3 separate regions of the Mus musculus genome follow, and all the other regions are linked to region 1. A link is a contact called in public HiChIP or PLAC-seq and Micro-C data. All regions are on one chromosome and are shown on one strand. Each heading gives the region's core, a stretch centred on a gene start, on an enhancer-like site or on the middle of the called end of the contact. The rest is flanking DNA. Distances are from core to core; before and after follow the strand shown.

Region 1 (3,043 bases), core at 67-2,566:
CCAATACAGCAAAAAGTAATGTTGAGGCTACCTCCATCGCCCCCCCCCCCACCCGCTTTCCTTCTTCTATATGTCCCTACATTAAAGAAGGTACTTGGGGGCTCCTTCAAGAAAAGTTGACTCCAAAGTGAGCTCCAGTGGTCAGCCAGGGCCCCATTTCTAGAGGGCAGAGTACAGTTCTGGTATGAGGGCAACACTGTGTGGCTGCCACACACCACTTCCCCCAACCCATCTGCATACATAGGCTGAGCACTTGCTCAGACACAGGGACCCATGAGAACAAGTCCAGTGTTGCTTCACCGATTAAAGGGCTCCCATGAAGACTCATGCAGCTAGTGCCACCCTACAGACTGCCCGAGCTGCCCACAGGAAAAACTAATTACATTCAGATCGCTGGAGAGCGGTCATCCAGAATACATACCTTGCAAAAACTTAGGAACATTCAGGTTGAGTAATGGTTCAGATGGTTTGCAAATAACACATGCTCGTTTTTATGTTGCTAAAGACTCTTTGCTAGGAAACGAAACACTTGAAATTTAATCTGTAATGTTCTCAAGAGTCTTAGGCCAAACCAACTCAAGCTGTGAACGCCTTGGCTCTGGAGAGCCAGGCAAGGGTCAGGGCAGGGCAGTCCCTGGCCTGGCCTGATGCCTCCAGAATAAACCAAACAGCCACCGGAAGTGGTTTCTGGGAGTCAGTAGGTGGCACACTTCCTCTTGAGTCAGAACTGAATCACAGCTGTGAGCCGCAAAAAGGATCTTTCTTTATCCCCTACCTTTTTTCCCTGTTCCCAGCAGTCACATTATCAAACTCTATCAAATGATGTGTGCCTCGCTTAGCTTAGCATATTCCAATGAAGAAAGGGAGAAAGAAAACCATTTGGAAACAAGAAGAGGGTGGGAAATACAGAGGCCTGAACTGAACTCTGACATTGTTTCATAACTAGTCACATTCTAAGAGATGCAAAGGAAAGCTATCTGTAGGTTTCACTGGGGTCATAAGGACCCCAGTTCTCCCAGCTCCTGTCTGACCCACTTCCAGTGAGACAGTTAGCTCTCACTTACATAAGCTGTGTTGCTTAAAATGGCCCTGCTTGGCTTTTCACTTGCTGAACCTGGCATACTCCCCTGTCTGCTGGACAGCCGTCCTCGATGCTGTCCCGAGCAAGGCCTTCGGTCAGCTCTGGGTGAAATGATCCTGTTCTGAATGTACTGAATGCTGTTGGCAATGCTGTAAATTGTTTTTAGTCCCAAGGAAAAGAACTCGGCAGTTACCAACAAGTCACAAAAACAGGCATACTTTCCCCCATCTTCTCCCTAGTGTAGTTCTGGGAATGCACATATATTTAACCACATTTTTATCTGATGACCTTTATGTTAGTATTGCTTTGCTGCTTCCTTTCAAGCCAATGTATTTAGATTGATAGCATGTTTATGAACATGACTTCATAGGCCCAGGCTAAATGCCCTATGTTTGTTTGACTCCTAGAAAACTGATAATCAGCCTGGAATCAGAAATCTTAGTACAATGCTAATATCTCATGGTTCCTGCTGTAAACCAGTCCAAAGTTTAAAGAACACGTTGATTTGTGTTCAGATTCAAGATAAACAGTAATCTGTAACTGTTTATATAGTCCTATGCTTAGTATATGCAGGGCCTTGGCTGCTGTCCTCAGTAGTGTGTGTGTGTGTGTGTGTGTGTGTGTGTGTGTGTATTTATGTATGAGTGTAAATGTGTGGGAGTGTGTGTGTGAGTCAGTATACAGGTGTGAGTGTGTTATGAGTGTGTGTGTGTGTGTGTGTGTGTGTGTATTTATGAATGAGTGTAAATGTGTGTGAGTGTGTGTGTGAGTCAGTATACAGGTGTGAGTGTGTTATGAGTGTGTGTGTGTGTGTGTGTGTGTGAGAGAGAGAGAGAGAGAGAGAGAGAGAGAGAGAGAGAGAATAAAGGGATCTGTGGAGTTGTGGGACCTTGCATAAGTCTCTGAACCTGTCTGAGCCTTCACTTCCTCAGTCTGCACAACAGGTTTCTAACACAAGGGTAGTCTTACTATGAGAACTGCAAGCTTTTCCATAGTGCCCAGGACAGCTCTTGTTTATGCTCAGTCTTTAAGATCAGTTTGTGCTTGTTCTCTTTATTTACAACATCTTTTCGCTGGGAGATATGAACAGCATTTGGACAAACGTGGGCATGCCAAGTCCCGTCTTGCCCAATGACATCATTTACATCCAGCTCCTGTAGCAATTTCATCCACAACACCTGCAACACATGTGACATCAAGTGGCATGTTGGACTCCTTCACAGACTGGTGGGGAAGTGAGCCAGGCAGTTTTCAAAGCCAAAGGCAGCTGTCTGGGCTGGACTGCACTGCCTGTGGATGGCAAGCTAATGGGAAAGGAGTCCTCATCTGACACATGGAAAGGAGTGCCTAAAGGACCAGTTGGGAGCGGGGCAGGGGGGGGGGGTGCAGAGCCAGCAGCAGCAGCAGCAGCAGAACTCATAGCAGCTAGATCTGGCACAGCCAGGTCAAACCAGGCAAAGGCTGGCCATCAGGGAGAAACAGACATTGCCATGAGAACTGAAAAGCCCTTCAGAAATTCGCATCTCCTGCATTTCCTTGATGCCTCTCTGCATTTGCTCCTACAGGGCATTCCTTCATTCCCAGATGGAAATGTGAACAGTAGAGGTCCTCCCCCTTCCCTCCTCCAGAAAGTAGGTCCAGAGGATCATTGACATCATGATCCTGTGCTCACCTGTCTCAGAACCAGCACATCGTGTACTGTGGTTGGCTGATTATAGTCTTCACTAGGCTGTGAGCTACTAAACACAAGGAATCTCTCCCAAATGTTGAAGCTCCAGAGTGCCAGCATGCTCAGCAAGGTCTCTCTCTTACTTGTCCTTTGTTTTGTTTTGTTTTGTTTTGAGGTAGATTAGCCAGATATATTTAAAATAATATTTTAACACTCCGTCGTTGAAAGTTTTAATTGGGACAAATTTATGAGACTGAATTGATAATAAATTTATGCAATAAATTGTGATCATG
Region 2 (2,947 bases), core at 126-2,625, 37 kb after region 1:
ATCCAGTAGTCATTGAGTTTGTGAGCTTTGGGTGTAACAACCTGGTTTGTGTGGTATATATGTGTTAGAAAATGAACAGAAGCTAACCACGTGCTTTAATGTTAAGCTAGATTCTCCCTCCCCCATCCCCTTCCCTTACAGGTTTTACTAATCTGCAGTCATTAGATCTTCTGTAAGTTTTCCCACTCAAAAGTGACTTAAATGTCTGATCCCTAAAGCACAACACTTTAGCTAATGTATAATATTCTAGCTATAAGAAAACTACATCGTTCTGGGCCTCCTGCTCCTTGCACCTGGTTCCCTGCTAGCTCTGAATATGAATCAAAAGTTTTCGTACGGATTTCCAGTCAGTCCTCCACCTCTCCTAGTGGATTTTGATTGCCCAGTCTGGTCTGCTCCTCATGCACTGCCTGTTTCAATGTTTACTCTCTCCTTCTATGCTCAGTTCAGAAAGTATAGTTTATTGACCTGAGAGGACAAACCAATGCAATCACAATCTAATGTACTCATGTCAAGAGTCTTGGGCTGTGGGATGAATTAGCAGAGACACTGTCTAGTATATATGAATGAAAAATGGCACATCCAAGGCATTTGGGATAACATTGAGTGAGAGGGAATATGTTTTCTCTTATGAATAAACCCTTCCCCCATGAGACAGCTTAGTCTTTTTTTCTATAAGAAGAATGTTTCTGGCTGTACAGAATTGGAAGCCAGACTCAGCCTTGCTTAGGCAATGAAGGAAATTTACTAGCTCATAGAGCTCTCAAGTGCACTGCAAGGTCAGATTTCAGGGATAATCAGGTCAGCTTTCCAGCTCAGTTGACCTTTAGAGTTTCTAGTTCTGCCCAGGCCTGTGTCTTAGTTCATTTTCTATTCCTATAACTGAATACTTAAACCTGAGTAATTTATGTTCTGCAGAGCTGAGATGTCCAGGAACATGGTGCTGCATCTAGCGAGGGTCTCTCTGTCAAATCAGATGAGGCACATGGGGTAGAGCTTAGAATTACAAATAAGCCACCCCTCAGGAGCCCATTAATCCATTCATTCAGGCAGAGTCCTCAAAACCCTATCACCTCCAAAAGGTCCTGTCTATAAACACTAACACATGAATCCTCAGGATTCCATTCCTAATACATGAAATACATGAGACCCATGAAACAAAGCAGTCCACCCCAGCTTTGGCTTGACTGTGACTGAAATTGTTCTCTCTACAGGAGCTTACAGAGAAAGAGAGAACTCTGATCTGGTATACTAGACTAAAGAGAGTTTCCTCGAAATCTCATAAAAGTCTTCGGATGTCCTATTGGGCAACGTTGTCTGGATTGAGTGATTCACCATGGCCTAGGGAACAAGATTAAGCTAACAGAAAAATATGCTCTATAGTGGCTTGTGGCCTATCTTGTGGTGAGGGCTGTGGGTCAGGGGAATGCTTCATTGGAAAGGAAGAGAACCAGACTGCACCAGGCTTTCACTACACCTTCACAGCCAGGAAGTTCCCACAACTATGGTAACTTCCTCAAGTGTTCTTCCATACACAGTGCCTTGTGTCTTTCTGTATCTCCACATCTCTTTGTCTGTCTGCCTACCCCAGTGTGTGTGTGTGTCCATCTGTCTCTGTGTATACGTCTCTCTTTGAGTCTCTCTTGCCATTTTCTTCCTTTTTCTCCATAAAAGTAAATGGCTAGAAAAAGTTCTGTTGGTAGCATTAGCTTTTCTCAGTGCCAGCTTAATCCCTGATAAAGAGCAGGGTAGCTCAAACAACAGAAACGTAGTATTTTACAGTTCAGATGCTGGAAGTCTGAGATTTGGGCTGCTTCAGGACTCCAGTGAGAGCCCACATCCTAGCTCATAAAGGATCACCTGTGCCTTTAATTCCAGCATCCAGACACAGGAGGGTCTCTGTGAGTTTGAGCTAGCTTGGTTTACATAGCAAATTCCAGGATGCCCAGGGCTACATAGAAAGATCTGCCTGCCTCACCATGATGGTAATGGACTAAACCTCTGAAACTGTAAGCCAGCCACAAATTAAATGCTTTTTTGTTGTTGTTTGTTTTGTTTTTGAGACAGGGTTTCTCTGTGTAGCCCAAGTGCTGGGATGAAAGGCATGTGTCAGCACTGCCTGACAAATGCTTTTGTTATAAGAGCGCTGGCTGTGGCATTTAACAAGTAAGTTATTATAATGTCACTGAGAATACAGATAAAAAGGAGAAAAAGTTGGAAACAGTGGATTTCAAATCATGATAAGATTGAAAATTGAGGCTGAAACAATAACAGATCTTCCTGAGAAAATATGAAGAGAGATTTGTGTAAGAAAAGTACCAAAGAACCATCACTTGCCCATGAACGATTTGCTCATCAGCCGCTGCATGACTGTATGGAACTATTGAAAATGAGACGACGGACCCAGGCCTGACTTTCTCAGGGTGCACACTATGTCCATGCTATGACAAACGGACATGTATTGGCCGACTTTCTCACTGAATGAAGGCTACGACTTTATACTTCACAAAGCCCAGTCTGTATCAGTTCATCGAGCTTTCCCACTTCTATCAAATTGAGTGCTTCGAGCACAGTTAGTCATCTATATACTTGAAGACATGGTGAACAGAGATGGTTTTCCCATCAGATGAAGGGGTTAACTAGCCTAGTTTTCTGTCACATCATCTGTTAGAACATCGGGTATATTCACTGAGGTGTTCCCAGTGGGCAAGAAGCCTGGGCACGCACTCCTCTGTGACCTAGTTTCTCTCTTGGGTCTACCATGGCCTCTCCTCTCCTTGGCAGGTGAGTTCTCACTGACATTTTCCCCTCATGCCAGCCCTTCTGCTGTCAGTCTCGCCTTAGAGACTTCTGGGTAGATAATGTGCAGTGCTCACCTTTAACTATGCAATGCCCACATGGCTCTCCTTTAAGAGCTTAGGTCTCAAAGATTTCAAGATTTCCCAAG
Region 3 (2,877 bases), core at 188-2,687, 52 kb before region 1:
GTCAGTCTGTATCATAAACAGAGAGAGTTGTGAGTAAACAGGCCCGTGTCCCAGAGAGACCCCTAATAGATATTGTATTGACTTGGAGGGAGACACTGTTTCTATGTCCCAAGTTCTCCTTGCTCTAGTCATCGCAGATAGTCCAAGCAAAACTTCCGGTGCTTGCACTCACAAATATGCAGAAGCTTGAAAGCTCTGTGTAACCTTGTCTCTCCACAATATCAAGCCTTCAAAAGGTTGGGCGTGGTGGTATATTCCTGTAATGTTAGCACTTAAGGCTGAGACAGGATGGTCATTAGGTTAAGCTCAAGCCAAGCCTGGGCTACACAGTAAGAATATGTCTCAAGAATAACAATGCTGCCTGGAAAGATGGCTCTGCAGGTGAAAGCTCTAATTCTTCATGCCTGAAAACCTGAGTTTGATCCATGAAACCTGAGTTGAAAAGAAAAACAAACAAACAAACCAAAAAAGTCAGCTGTAGTGGCACACAACTGTGATCTAGCAAGGCTAACTGCATGGAAGCTGCTGGGTGAGCTAGCCTGGAGGGCCACAAACGGCAGCAGAAACCCTGCCTCAACAAGACGAAGATGAGAACTGATAGCCGAAAGCTGTCCGGTGGCCGTGCATGCCATGCATTGGGCACACACATATGCACACAATTTAAAAATTTGAAATAGAACCAAATCACAACAACAAAGCTTCATCCGATGCAATTGGTGTTATTTTGCTTCATGAACACGCATTTGGAAATACCCGCATCTTAGTTCTATTCCCTGATGCTATGATAGAATGCACTGACAAAAGCTACTTAGCAGAGGCGGAGTTTTTCCCATTAATTAATTAATTAATTAATTAATTAATTAATTTGCTTTATATCCTGATTGCAGCTCCCACCTGCTAATCCCCCATCAAACAGACCCTCCTCCCCTTCACCTGTGAGAAAGGGGGAGGTCCTTCCTGGGGAACCAACCCATTCTAGCACTTCAAATCACTACAGGACTAATTAATCCTCTCCCACTGTTGCTAGACAAGACAGCCTAGTTAAGACAACACAGGATGCACAAGCAAGGAACAGAGTCAGGGTAATCCCTCACTCCAGTTGTTGGGGACCCACATCTGCTACATACATGCCAGGGGGGTCCTAGCACCAGTCTTTGATTGGTGGTAGTTCAGTCTCTGGGAACCTCCAAGTGTCCAGGTTATTTGACTCTGTTGTCTTCCTGTGGAGTCCCTATCCTTTTCAGGTCTCTTAATCATTCCCCAAACTCTCCCACAAGACTTCCTGAGATCTGTTTAAAGTTTGGCTCTATGTCTTTGCATCAGTTTCTGTCAGCTGCTGCATGGAGCCTCTCAGAGGACAGTTATGACTGTGAATGCAGGCTGACAGATACAACCATAGCCCGAGGCTCCAAGATAGCTGAAGGAGGAAGGCAGGCCAACAATGAATCTGTATTGGTCCTCAGAGGACAGCACATTACCCCAGACCACCCATACTGGCAGGGGTTGCTACTGCGTTCATTTATGTTCATTTCACACAGGGCACCTGTGTAACCAGGCCAGCTGTGACAAATAGAGCTGTCAACAGTGTGCTCACTTGTTGGATTGTTGTGACAAGAGGCATGAGTGACTTCACAGAGGCAGGTTTTTATATCAGCTCACAGTTTAAAAGTGCAGAGAAGTGAAGGTGTGAGCAATGAAGAGCAGCTGACCATTACGCATTCAGTCAAGGAGCAGAGAGAGCAGCTGCAGTCCAGACACAGCCAAGGGGCAGAGAGGGCTGAGGGGGCAGAGAGGGGCTGAGAGGGCTGAGGGGGCAGAGAGGGGCTGAGAGGGCTGAGGGGGCAGAGAGGGGCTGAGAGGGCTGAGGGGGCAGAGAGGGGCTGAGAGGGCTGAGGGGGCAGAGAGGGGCAGAGAGGGCTGAGGGCCTGTACTCAGCCTGCTCTCTTCTTTTTACTCATCCTAGAACTCAAACTAGGAAGCATTATTGCCAACTTCTAGAATGGGACTTCCCACCTCAGTAAACTTTATCAGCCTAAGGTCTCACCGGCACAGCCAGAGGCTAACTTAGCAGACATGGTCCTTCCCAGACGCATGCAACGGGAGGTCTGTTTCCCAGGCAATTCTGGAGCATGTCAGGTTGACTTACCACTGTCCCAATGCCCACCTTGGCTTTCTCATTGTTTCCTTGTTGAATATTTGTCCCTTTATCAGAAATTATTTTTCTCCAGCATCAAGAAGAGCTTTCTTCCTAGTGGGTCTGCTGGACTTTCAGTTCTGCCCATTATTGCTGAAAATCAAATGCTGCTATTTCATCTTCATATTTGAGAGTTGTTTTTCCACTAACTAACAACTATAGATTGTTTTCTTTTGATTCCTTTTTGATTTTGACCTCCTGGCTCCTTTTGCAAGTGATTACACCATCTCACTCTTGCCCTTAATAGTCTGCCCTTGAACCGGGCGGTGGTGGCGCACGCCTTTAATCCCAGCACTTGGGAGGCAGAAGTAGGCTGATTTCTGAGTTCGAAGCCAGCCTGGGCTACAGAGTGAGTTCCAGGACAGCCAGGGCTACACAGAGAAACCCTGTCTCTAAAAACAAAAACAAAACAAACAAACAAAAAACCCAACAACAACAAAAACAAATAGCCTGCCCTTGCCTCAGGCTTCTCTTACGACTTAGCCTTCTGGTTGTAATTGTTTATAGCAGTTTCACACAGGGTACGGTAAACTATCTGTTTGCCTTGAGACTATTGAATGTGGCTTTACTGTTTCTTTTCAAGGTTGGAAGATTTTGAGCTACTATTTCTTCAAATACTCTACTTCATTTATATCTGATGCTTTCTCAATGTGACTTCTCCCTCCATGTGGTCTGTCACTTAC

The links. A called contact is a pair of places that touch in the nucleus more often than the background predicts. HiChIP or PLAC-seq counts read pairs in DNA pulled down with a chosen protein or histone mark.
Region 2: a Micro-C map of granulosa cells shows a contact between it and region 1, with 2.1 times the contacts expected there. The contact joins the enhancer-like site here to the promoter of 5430425K12Rik in region 1. A contact is called at or near these places in 1 of 15 datasets of contacts at CTCF or cohesin (the NIH/3T3 cell line), 22 of 484 Hi-C or Micro-C datasets (the AML12 cell line, the C10 cell line, the C2C12 cell line and 17 more), 7 of 115 datasets of contacts at active chromatin or transcription factors (CD8 T cells, embryonic fibroblasts, embryonic stem cells and 3 more) and 2 of 9 other capture datasets (adipose tissue and pancreatic islet).
Region 3: a contact with region 1 is called in an H3K27ac HiChIP or PLAC-seq map of heart atrium, with 14 read pairs. The contact joins the enhancer-like site here to the promoter of 5430425K12Rik in region 1. A contact is called at or near these places in 3 of 484 Hi-C or Micro-C datasets (cardiomyocytes, forebrain and muscle stem cells) and 5 of 115 datasets of contacts at active chromatin or transcription factors (CD8 T cells, embryonic fibroblasts, embryonic stem cells and 2 more).

Annotation. Positions count from the first base shown.
Region 1 is chr13:80,938,676-80,941,718 of GRCm38.p6, reverse strand. 5430425K12Rik (RIKEN cDNA 5430425K12 gene) reads right to left here and starts at 1,316. Exons shown (of 5, transcript NR_103550.1): 1 at 1,065-1,316; 2 at 422-513.
Region 2 is chr13:80,901,444-80,904,390 of GRCm38.p6, reverse strand. No RefSeq gene overlaps it. Among named protein-coding and RNA genes, the nearest start is that of Arrdc3, 19 kb to the right of the region's middle. Within about 2 kb of position 1,375, at least 17 of the 459 cell types and tissues checked have an H3K27ac peak or open chromatin away from gene starts, as enhancers often do. A contact at or near this core is called in granulosa cells, where this site is marked.
Region 3 is chr13:80,991,286-80,994,162 of GRCm38.p6, reverse strand. The region is part of intron 1 of 9330111N05Rik (RIKEN cDNA 9330111N05 gene); the gene reads right to left. Among named protein-coding and RNA genes, the nearest start is that of 9330111N05Rik, 29 kb to the right of the region's middle. Within about 2 kb of position 1,437, at least 12 of the 459 cell types and tissues checked have an H3K27ac peak or open chromatin away from gene starts, as enhancers often do. A contact at or near this core is called in heart atrium, where this site is marked.